2 separate regions of the Hordeum vulgare genome follow, and region 1 is linked to region 2. A link is a contact called in public HiChIP or PLAC-seq data. All regions are on one chromosome and are shown on one strand. The core of a region is the stretch at or near the end of the contact, and the rest is flanking DNA. Distances in the headings are between cores, read along the strand shown.

The links. HiChIP or PLAC-seq counts read pairs in DNA pulled down with a chosen protein or histone mark.
Region 1: an H3K4me3 HiChIP or PLAC-seq map of embryo shows a contact between it and region 2, with 4 times the contacts expected there. The contact joins the promoter of LOC123400138 here to the promoter of LOC123400125 in region 2. A contact is called at or near these places in 1 of 6 Hi-C or Micro-C datasets (leaf) and 1 of 1 datasets of contacts at active chromatin or transcription factors (embryo).

Annotation. Positions count from the first base shown.
Region 1 is chr5H:503,205,737-503,210,291 of MorexV3_pseudomolecules_assembly, reverse strand. It overlaps LOC123400138 (BTB/POZ and MATH domain-containing protein 2-like), which reads left to right and starts at 1,743. Exons shown (of 2, transcript XM_045094555.1): 1 at 1,743-1,866; 2 at 1,958-3,315. The coding sequence starts at 1,965. The coding sequence ends at 3,137. LOC123400136 (DNA-(apurinic or apyrimidinic site) endonuclease 2) reads left to right here. Exons shown (of 10, transcript XM_045094552.1): 10 at 1-298.
Region 2 is chr5H:502,857,857-502,862,428 of MorexV3_pseudomolecules_assembly, reverse strand. It overlaps LOC123400125 (putative F-box protein At3g47150), which reads right to left and starts at 1,309. Exons shown (of 2, transcript XM_045094535.1): 1 at 419-1,309; 2 at 1-318. The coding sequence starts at 316.

The DNA of each region.
Region 1 (4,555 bases), core at 494-2,993, 350 kb before region 2:
CCCTGGACACTTGTCACTTTGTGCTTCGCATGAGTCTGATGTATCGCCTGCTCCCATGTCGTGAGCAAGATGGTCCTTATTCAGTGCAAATTTCTTTACTAACAAAGGTACATAGTTTATCCTTGTTGAGTTCTAGTTAATTAGATGGTTTTTGTACCCAATACCCCCCTTTTCTTTCTTGAAGAGAAGTAGCCTCCTCCTTTGTTGTAACTTTGAAGTCAAACAAACAAATTGTGACTCTCTGTTGGGTGGATAACGAAATGCCAATTGGAGCCCTCATGTGGTTCTGTTTGTTGAATTCTGGGTTACTTATCTTGAGAATGAGAACATAATCAGGATATTTTCAACTGAAAAGTAATTGCATATATACGTGGAAAAATCAAATGAGCCCAGTTATGTATCAATAAGTTGTGATGTGACTACTTAAAAATAAGTTTTGCTTTGGCTAATGCTGGAGGTATGCACCTAACTCGTGTCAGTATTGTACAATAGTCTTGCTGTTGTGCATCTCTATCAAGAAATAAGTGTCATCCATGAAGGGGGTCTACTGATTCAGTCTATTCAGACGTGTATGCATCAAAGGATATGTATATACTTAATCTCCACCAGGTGGCATGCCACGGCAGGCGCTCATTAGTTTCCTTATTGTTTTTTTAATAATAACATAGGAAGATTTATTCATTTACTCCCTTTGTACCTAAATACTTATAGTTGGGAAGAACTAAATATTTTGACTAGTTCTTCCCAACTACAAGTATTTAGGTACAGAGGGAGTATTATAGAAGAGGCAGCATGCAATCTGCTCATCTGTATTATGTGCACCTGTGTTGATCAGCGAACACCATGTGGAATGAATGGGTTCATGGTCCTTCTTGGCAATGATACGGTGCTGTGCCCACACACGCAGCAGGCGTGGATCACCTAAATTACTCGAAACAACATAGCGCTGGGTAACTGACTCCCGTTGGCAGATGATTACATGAAGCTCCGGTTGGTTTCCCCCCTCCCTCCTCCCCTTCTTTCTCTTCTTGGAGGTAAAATAGAGATGATGATGCTCTTGTTGGGATGGCTGGCTGTGTCCATAGCTGCATAGGTGAATAATGGTGGTGACGATCAGTCGCTGCCTCTGGGAATACAGGACCTGATATATTTTCCTTGTCTAGTGTAGTAGGCTCATCATCGACATGCGCTACAAACATACCAAGAATAACATGGATATTTATTTTCCCATGTATGTTATTTATTCGTGCTAGTGTATGTATTCAGTTGTGGCAACCGGTGCAGTGAAATAGAAACACAATTATGGTAGTTATTTTTTTCGCAAAATAATCTAAGATTTCTCGGAAAGTGGCTATCGGTAGCTTTAAGATATTGTTTTTGAAGTCGCAACATTCATCAGGTCAAAAAGCTTACCTAAGCTTCAATACAGTCCCATTACAGCATAGGCCAAGGATGTTAGTTTTGGTAAATTATTAGAGGTGGACGGTTTTGACTGAATTCACAGAACTACGGTCAAAGTTAGCGATTTCGTAAACACAATTTTTTTGAGACAAACGAATTGTTTTGGGTGGAATATGCTATTGCATCCTGCAAAATTCAGCTCGATTTATCAGGCCGTGAGCGAAACAGTGCCTTGAGCTGCGTGGGCGTTGTATGGGCTTTGCAGATTGTGGGCTGCGTGGGCCTTAAAAGCCCAATCATCGTGACGACTTTATAATCAATAAACCCTCAAACGTAGGCAGATCCGGGTCGCACTCACCGACGAGCCGCCGGCGGCGGCGCAAACTCTGTTTACGGCGAGGAGCCACGCGGGCGGGGGCGGCGCAGCGACTGGAGCGACGGTGACTCCGCGCGGGACGCGACCAGGTTTGCCCCTCTGCTCAGCTCATCGACCCCAACTCTGGAACTCGACGTGTCAATGGTGACTGAATTAGATAGTGTTTCGGTGGACTCGCAGATCCCTCATGTCGTTCGCCGGCGTGTCCGTCGTCGACGGCGGAAAGCACTGCGCCTGCGACACCTCGGCCGTCTACGCCGGCGCGGACAGCGGGTACCACCTGCTCATGGTCAGGGACTACTCGCGCACCAAGGTTGAGTTGCCCACCGGCGAGAGCGCCACCACCGGCCTTTTCACGGTGGGGGAATATGATTGGTACATCGAGTACTACCCCAACGGAGAGAACCCAGACTGCCGGGACTTCGTTTCGCTCTACGTCACGAGGAATACCCTCTACGACGGCGAGGGCGAAGAGGATGTGGAGGCCAAGTTCAGCTTTAGCCTCGTCGACCATGTTGAAAAGCACAAGCCAGTGTACATTCATGGAACCAATAAGACCTGCACCTTCTCCGGCAGTGCCCCCTCCTGGGGCAGCGACAAGTTTGTGAGAAGAGACGTCCTGGAACGATCGCGGGACCTTAAGGGTGACTGTCTCACCATCCGGTGTGATATCATGGTTGTTTGCAAGGATCCCAAAACCGAGGATGCCCCTGACACCCTCTCTGATATGAACCAGCATTTTGGCCATCTCCTTCAAAACAAGGTCGGTGCTGATGTGACATTTGAGGTCGGTGGCGAGACGTTCGCTGCACACCGGTGTGTGCTCGCAGCCCGGTCTAATGTCTTCATGGCACAGCTATTTGGCCCCATGAAGGAGGGCACCGCAACGTCCAGCGTCATACAGATCAAAGACATGGAAGCAAAAGTGTTCAGGGCTCTGCTTAGCTTCATCTACACGGATTCACTCCCCACGATGGAGAAGGACAGCATGGAGGAGGATGAAATGTCGGAAGTTATGGATGAAGGACGAGAAGAAGCAGCAGAGTTTGAAATGTGGCTGCAATGGTTGCAAGACTTGTTTGTGGCGGCAGACAGATACGATCTCCAACAGCTTAAGTTAATCTGTGAAAAGCAGTTGTCCGAGCACATATGTGTGAGCACGGTGACGTCCACACTTGCTCTAGCCGAGCAGCACTGCTGTCACGGATTAAAGGAGGCGTGCTTGAAGTTTATCCAAGTCCAGTCTCCCTCGTGCTTACAAGCAATAATGGCAACTAATGGCTGGGATCATGTATCTGCGACCTATCCCTGGGTTGTGAAGGAGCTCATTGCCAAGCTTGCTTCGAACCAGCGAAAGTAACACCCTGTATATGGTAGGCATGCTCCTTAACACCTAAAGTGGTGCTCTTAGTCTTATGCATATACGGTATCCTCCTTTAGAGAGGACGTAGTCGGTGTGTCTCGTCATGTAATTTGCCTATATGCTGAATATCAATTAAAAAAAATGCAACATATGGGCAAGTTGTCTCTTCATGGAATGGATTAGTCTGTAAATTCAGGCAGGCGTAAGCGTCAACATTGTTCTGCATTGCAGCACTGTCCAACTTCCCTAGCTAGTTAATTACTCCCTCCGTCTCACAATATAAGATCTTATATTGTGAGGTGGAGGGAGTACTAAACTGGAAGAGAGAAAAAAAGATACCGTGTTTTATGGTGTGATATCATGTCTAACACTCTTCCTGTTTGTTTTTCTTTTTTCTTTTGGGAGAATTTCAAACGTGAGAACTATCATTGGCATCAGTCATCTACAGGCAGCTGGCAGAGGCAACCTATCCACATGCCCCTGTTTGTATATCCCCACTGCTCCCCAGTTTGTTAATCAAATTAATTTCACAAAACAAAGTGTTTAATTAAATTAAAAAATGAAGTACTTCTGCTCGTCTGTCTCTATTATGTGCTGACCAGTGGCCACCACGTGGGAATGGAATGGATAATGAACTAATATTTCTACATCTCCGGCAGATGGCCATGTTTGATAGTATCTGGTAGCAGGTCCTTCTCCTGCTACCATCTGGTCTTTACGTCTACATTATTCTGAATTGCGCTTTGGTGATAAAAAAATTGAGGGTATGAACTGAACTTTCTTGTTAAGAAACTTTTAAATTATTGGAAATGAACTGTTTGACCTGCCTTCATCGCGCTATAGTACCTGCCTTCCTGGCAAGGTAGGCATGGCCAGTCAAGTTACTCGAAATAACATAGCACCGAGTAACCAACTGCCGTTGCCATATGATTACAGGGAAGCTCCGGTTGACTGCATGATTCTTTTTCTGTTTTGTTCTGTTAAACGTGCACAGCATGGTCAGGTACTCAGGCGTCGACCTCCATTCTGGTCCGGTCGGCAGCTATTGGATTTACCCGTCTTCGTGGTCTGATTAATAGTTCATTGGTTGGCCTACATGTTCCATCGGTATATCCCCTAATCACTTTCCCATGCCGTTTATCTGGATAATCACTCATATCTACGTGCACAAGCAGCATCATGTATAAAAAGATGCAAATTGAGGTGAGATGCTCACTCGCTCTTGTCTGCCAGTAGACCCATTGGTTTGATTAAAGGATGTAAACCATTCATATTTTACTGTGACCACCTGTGTTTCTATATTTCAGGGACCTTCATCAAATCCTGAAGCTAACACTGGCCACTTTCAGTGGGCTTCTGTAAAATCTAAAGGGGAGCGGCAATGATTTTTCTTAACCATGCAGCGAATATGAATT
Region 2 (4,572 bases), core at 60-2,559:
ACTTGCTCACCGTAACAATCTCATACCCGGTGCTTGGAATCCTCTTCACGACGTTGCCCGACAGATCCGAAATCGCAACGCCGCTGACCCCACTATCGTCGCGGTAGCCCATGGCGAGGAGGGGCGGCGAAGTGCGGTGGCGGGACTTGTGCGCCGCGACGAAGTGCCGGTCGGAGGTGAGGGCGCACCAGGCGGGGCAGACGGCGCGGAGGCGGCAGAGCTCCTTGGCCGGGATGCGTAGGAGGACCTCGTACAGCGCGTCCGCGGGCAGGTCGCCGGAGCTGGAGGCGGCCGGGGGAGGCTTCGAGGGCGACATCGCTGCGGTAAAGAGAAGCGGTGAGCAAGCGAGGGAGGAAGCCAAATTGACGATGGATTCAGAGGGGATAGCGCGCCGAGGAGACGGAGGGGTTGGCCTTACCAAGAGCGTTGGCGGCGGACTGGCAATCGCCGGAGACGAGAATGCCGGAGGCGGAGGCGGAGGGGAGGGGAAGGCGGCACTGCTCGAGGGTTTCGGCCTCCCGAACAGGCCCGAAATGGGCCTCAGGCTTCGCTCCTTTTTGCCACCTGACAAGTTATGGCCCATGCTGGGTTGTGTTCGCGTTCTTTTCTCTTATTTTTGCGACCCAATAATTCAAGCTGGAATTGGACGACGCTGTGTTCTCTTGCTGCAGCCTGCAGCAGCTGCCAAGTACTATTTCTCAAAAGAAAAAGAAAAAAGCAGCTGCCAAATTCGACTTGATCCAAGGATGCATACGCACGCCTAGCTAATCAGTGCATGCAAGCACTATCAGTACCATACAACACTTGCAACTTGCAAGCACTATCAGTCTACCATACAACACGTGCAACTTGCAAGCACTATCAATCTACCATACAACACTTGCAACTTGCAAGCAGTGTCAGTCTACCATACAACACTTGACGGGTGCTTAGTGAAGTTCAACAGCATACCGGATCAAACCCTAAGACTTGTTCGAGCAACAGCGTCGTCACATTCCTTCTTAAAGATGTTGCTTGGTATGCAACGCCTCGAAATTCTAGGATCGCAGTTGTACTTCTCTAGAGGGTACAACGGTTGCCGGTCTTCTCCGCTCCGCTGATCTGCCGATGTCGGCAATTATTTCTCTTTTCTTCACTTGTTTTTTATTTATTTTGGGCTTGTTTGTGTTGTGACCCCAACGAGCTGGATATATCGGATGGTTGCTTTATAATATAAAGTGAGGGAAACCCCTTTATCGTTAAAAGCATCGAAACCACGTTAACGAGTTAACAAAGTATGCCCACAATTTCCGTTGAAATTAGTAGTGGGCTTTAGGCCCATTAGAGAATTTCAGAAAAATCTCCAAGGGCCCATGTGGGTGTTGGCATGACAAGGTGGTGGGAAGTTTAGTCCCACCCCGCTAGTGGAAAAGAAGTTGGACCCCTTTATAAGGGTCTCTCTTTCACATGCTATTGGAGAGTGAGAAGAGAAGGTGCCCTCGCGCACTCCTCCTCCGCCGCCCGCCTCGCCACGGGAATGAGCCGAGCCGAGCTCATACCTACGCGCTTATTTTTGTCGGTCAGGAACGAAGAATACGTAACGGACACGGCACGATCCGAGACGTCGGATCGTGGGCTGTTACCGAATTGGACGTGGGTTCGGCCTACGTCTCTTCGCTCAGCCGCCTTTATAAGCAGGCTAACGCCTACCCTAGCCGTCACGAGAATCAGATCACATCTGCCTCACGCGTTCGTTCCCTTTTCTGCTGCTGCCGCCGGCGACGCCGTCCCGTTTACCGCGTACACGGTCGACGGGAGAGCAGGCCTCCGAAACCCCGCCTCTTCGGTTCATGTACGGGAGAGGGGCGATTAGGTTTTTGGGAAGCGATCACGCGACTGCTCGCCTCCGTCCGTCTGCTTCGTCTACATCCGCGTCGTCCTCGTCATCACCATGTCTTCACCATCTGAGGCCGATCGTCTCGCCCTTGAAGCTGAGAAGAAGAGGGCAGAGGATGCTGCTGCTGCTACGGCCGCGTCCAACGCCAACGCTGCTGCTACGGCCAAATGGCCTATTGGAGGGTATGGCTCGTTTATCCTCATGTTCGTATTTATCCTAGCAGTACTACTTGCATGCATAGATGTATCAACTATATGCGTAGTATGTGCTAGGTTAGTTCAAGATCAGTACATCATCAGTCTAGTCAATGCCATGCTAGTTATTATCTCGTGGATTAATACACTCGGAAAATTGCCTATTTACTCAACAATCCAAAAACCTAATGTGTGTAGGAATTTTTCGAGTAATGGTTTTGCTGCTGCACCGAAACCGGACAAGTTTACCGGTACTTATTTCAAGCATTCGCAAACTAGAACCAGCTTATGGCTCACGACGATGAACGTGTTCTGGGTAGCCGGTGTCACTCCAACGGAAACGATCACTCCTGAACAGGAGAAGAAGTTCGCGGAGGCCACCGTCCTATTCCTTGGAGCAGTCATAAGCGTGATCGGAGATAAGCTGGTTGATGCATACTTACATATGCATGTTGCCAAAAGACTTGTGGGAGGCTCTCGAATCTAAATTCGGGGCCACCGAAGCTGGGAGTGAGATGTATGTTATGGAGCAGTTCCACGATTACAAAATGGTTGACAACCGTTCTGTATTGGAACAGGCTCATGAGATAATATGCATAGCTAAGGAACTTGAGGTTCTTAAGTACAATTTGCCGGACAAGTTTGTCGCGGGCTGTATAATTGCTAAGCTCCCTAATTCATGGAGGAACTTTGCTACTACTCTGAAACAACAGAGGCATGAGTTCTCAGTAGAGGACATCATCGGCCATCTGAGTGTTGAGCAGAACTCGAGAGCAAAGGACTCCAATGAAAAAGCGGTGGAAAGCTCTTGTGCTGCCAATATGGTACATCAAAGGAACTTCAATTCCCACAAGCCCAAGGGAAAGAATTATGTCCAACAGAATACCGACTTCAAGAAGAAGGGAAAGAAGCCCTTCAAGAAGAATAAGAAGGGAGATGGCTGCTATACTTGTGGTTCAGAGGAACATTGGGCGAACAAATGCCCAAACAAGTACAAGAAGCCGGCGCAAGACTCCAAGTCTTCCAATATGATTGTGGGCAACAATGAGAGTGGTGCATCTAGGTACGGTAATTTACTTACTGTATTTTTAGTTTGTCACTCCACCGATTGGTGGGTGGACACGGGTGCAAATATTCATGTGTGTGCTGACATGTCATTGTTCTCTTCTTATCAGGCCACCGGTCGCGGGTCTGTATTGATGGGGAATGGTGCGAGTGCTTCTGTTCTTGGTGTTGGCACGGTCGATCTGAAGTTTACTTCGGGAAGGATCGTGCGGCTGAAGAACGTGCAGCATGTCCCCACCATCAAGAAGAATCTCGTTAGTGGCTCCCTTCTGTGTAGAGAAGGGTTTAAGTTGGTATTCGAGTCTAATAAAGTACTTGTTACGAAATATGGACTTTTTGTTGCAAAAGGTTATGAATGCGGAGGTCTGTTCCGCCTTTCTCTTGCAGATTTTTGTAATAAAGTCGTGAACAATATTCATTCGAGTGTTAATGAATCTGAAGTTTGGCATTCACGTCTTTGTCACATAAGTTTCGGTGTTATGTCGCGGCTAGCAAAACTGAATTTAATCCCAACTTTCACTTTAGCCAAAAGTTCTAAGTGACATTCGTGTGTGCAAGCAAAGCAACCTCGCAAGCCTCACAAGGCTGCAGAGGAGAGACACTTGGCATCATTAGAACTCATACATTCTGATCTTTGTGAGATGAATGGTGTGTTGACTAAAGGTGGAAAGAAATACGTCATGACATTGATAGATGATTCCACTAGATATTGCTATGTGTATCTATTAAATACTAAAGATGAGGCTCTACACTACTTTAAAATCTATAAGGCAGAAGTTGAGAATCAACTTGAAAAGAAAATTAAACGAATCCGGTCTGATTGTGGTGGAGAGTACTTCTCAAACGAATTTGATTCATTTTGTGCGGAACACGGATTATTCATGAGAGGACGCCTCCCTATTCACCCCAGTCAAACGGGGTTGCCGAGCGGAAAAACCGTACTCTAACTGATTTGGTTAACGCCATGTTAGATACATCGGGTTTATCCAAGGCATGGTGGGGGGAGGCTATATTGACCGCGTGTCATGTCCTGAATAAAGTTCCTACAAAAGATAATGAGGTCACTCCCTACAAGGAGTGGTCGAGGAGAAGGACGACGCTCTCGTACTTACGTACTTGGGGCTGCTTGGCGAAAGTCAATGTACCGATCCCCAAGAAGCGTAAGCTTGGACCAAAGACTGTGGACTGCGTTAACTTGGGATACGCTAAGAATAGCGTAGGCTATAGATTTCTAGTAGTGAAATCTGAGGTACCTGACGTGAAGGTCGGTACAATAATGTAGTCGACGGATGCTACATTCTTTGAGGATATATTTCCCATGAGAGATATGCAAAGCACTTCTAGACAGGAATCTGAAATAACTCCTGAGCCTGCCATTCCTATGGAATACTATGAACAAACACATGATGAAAATCCTGAGGAGGATGACGAGGAAGC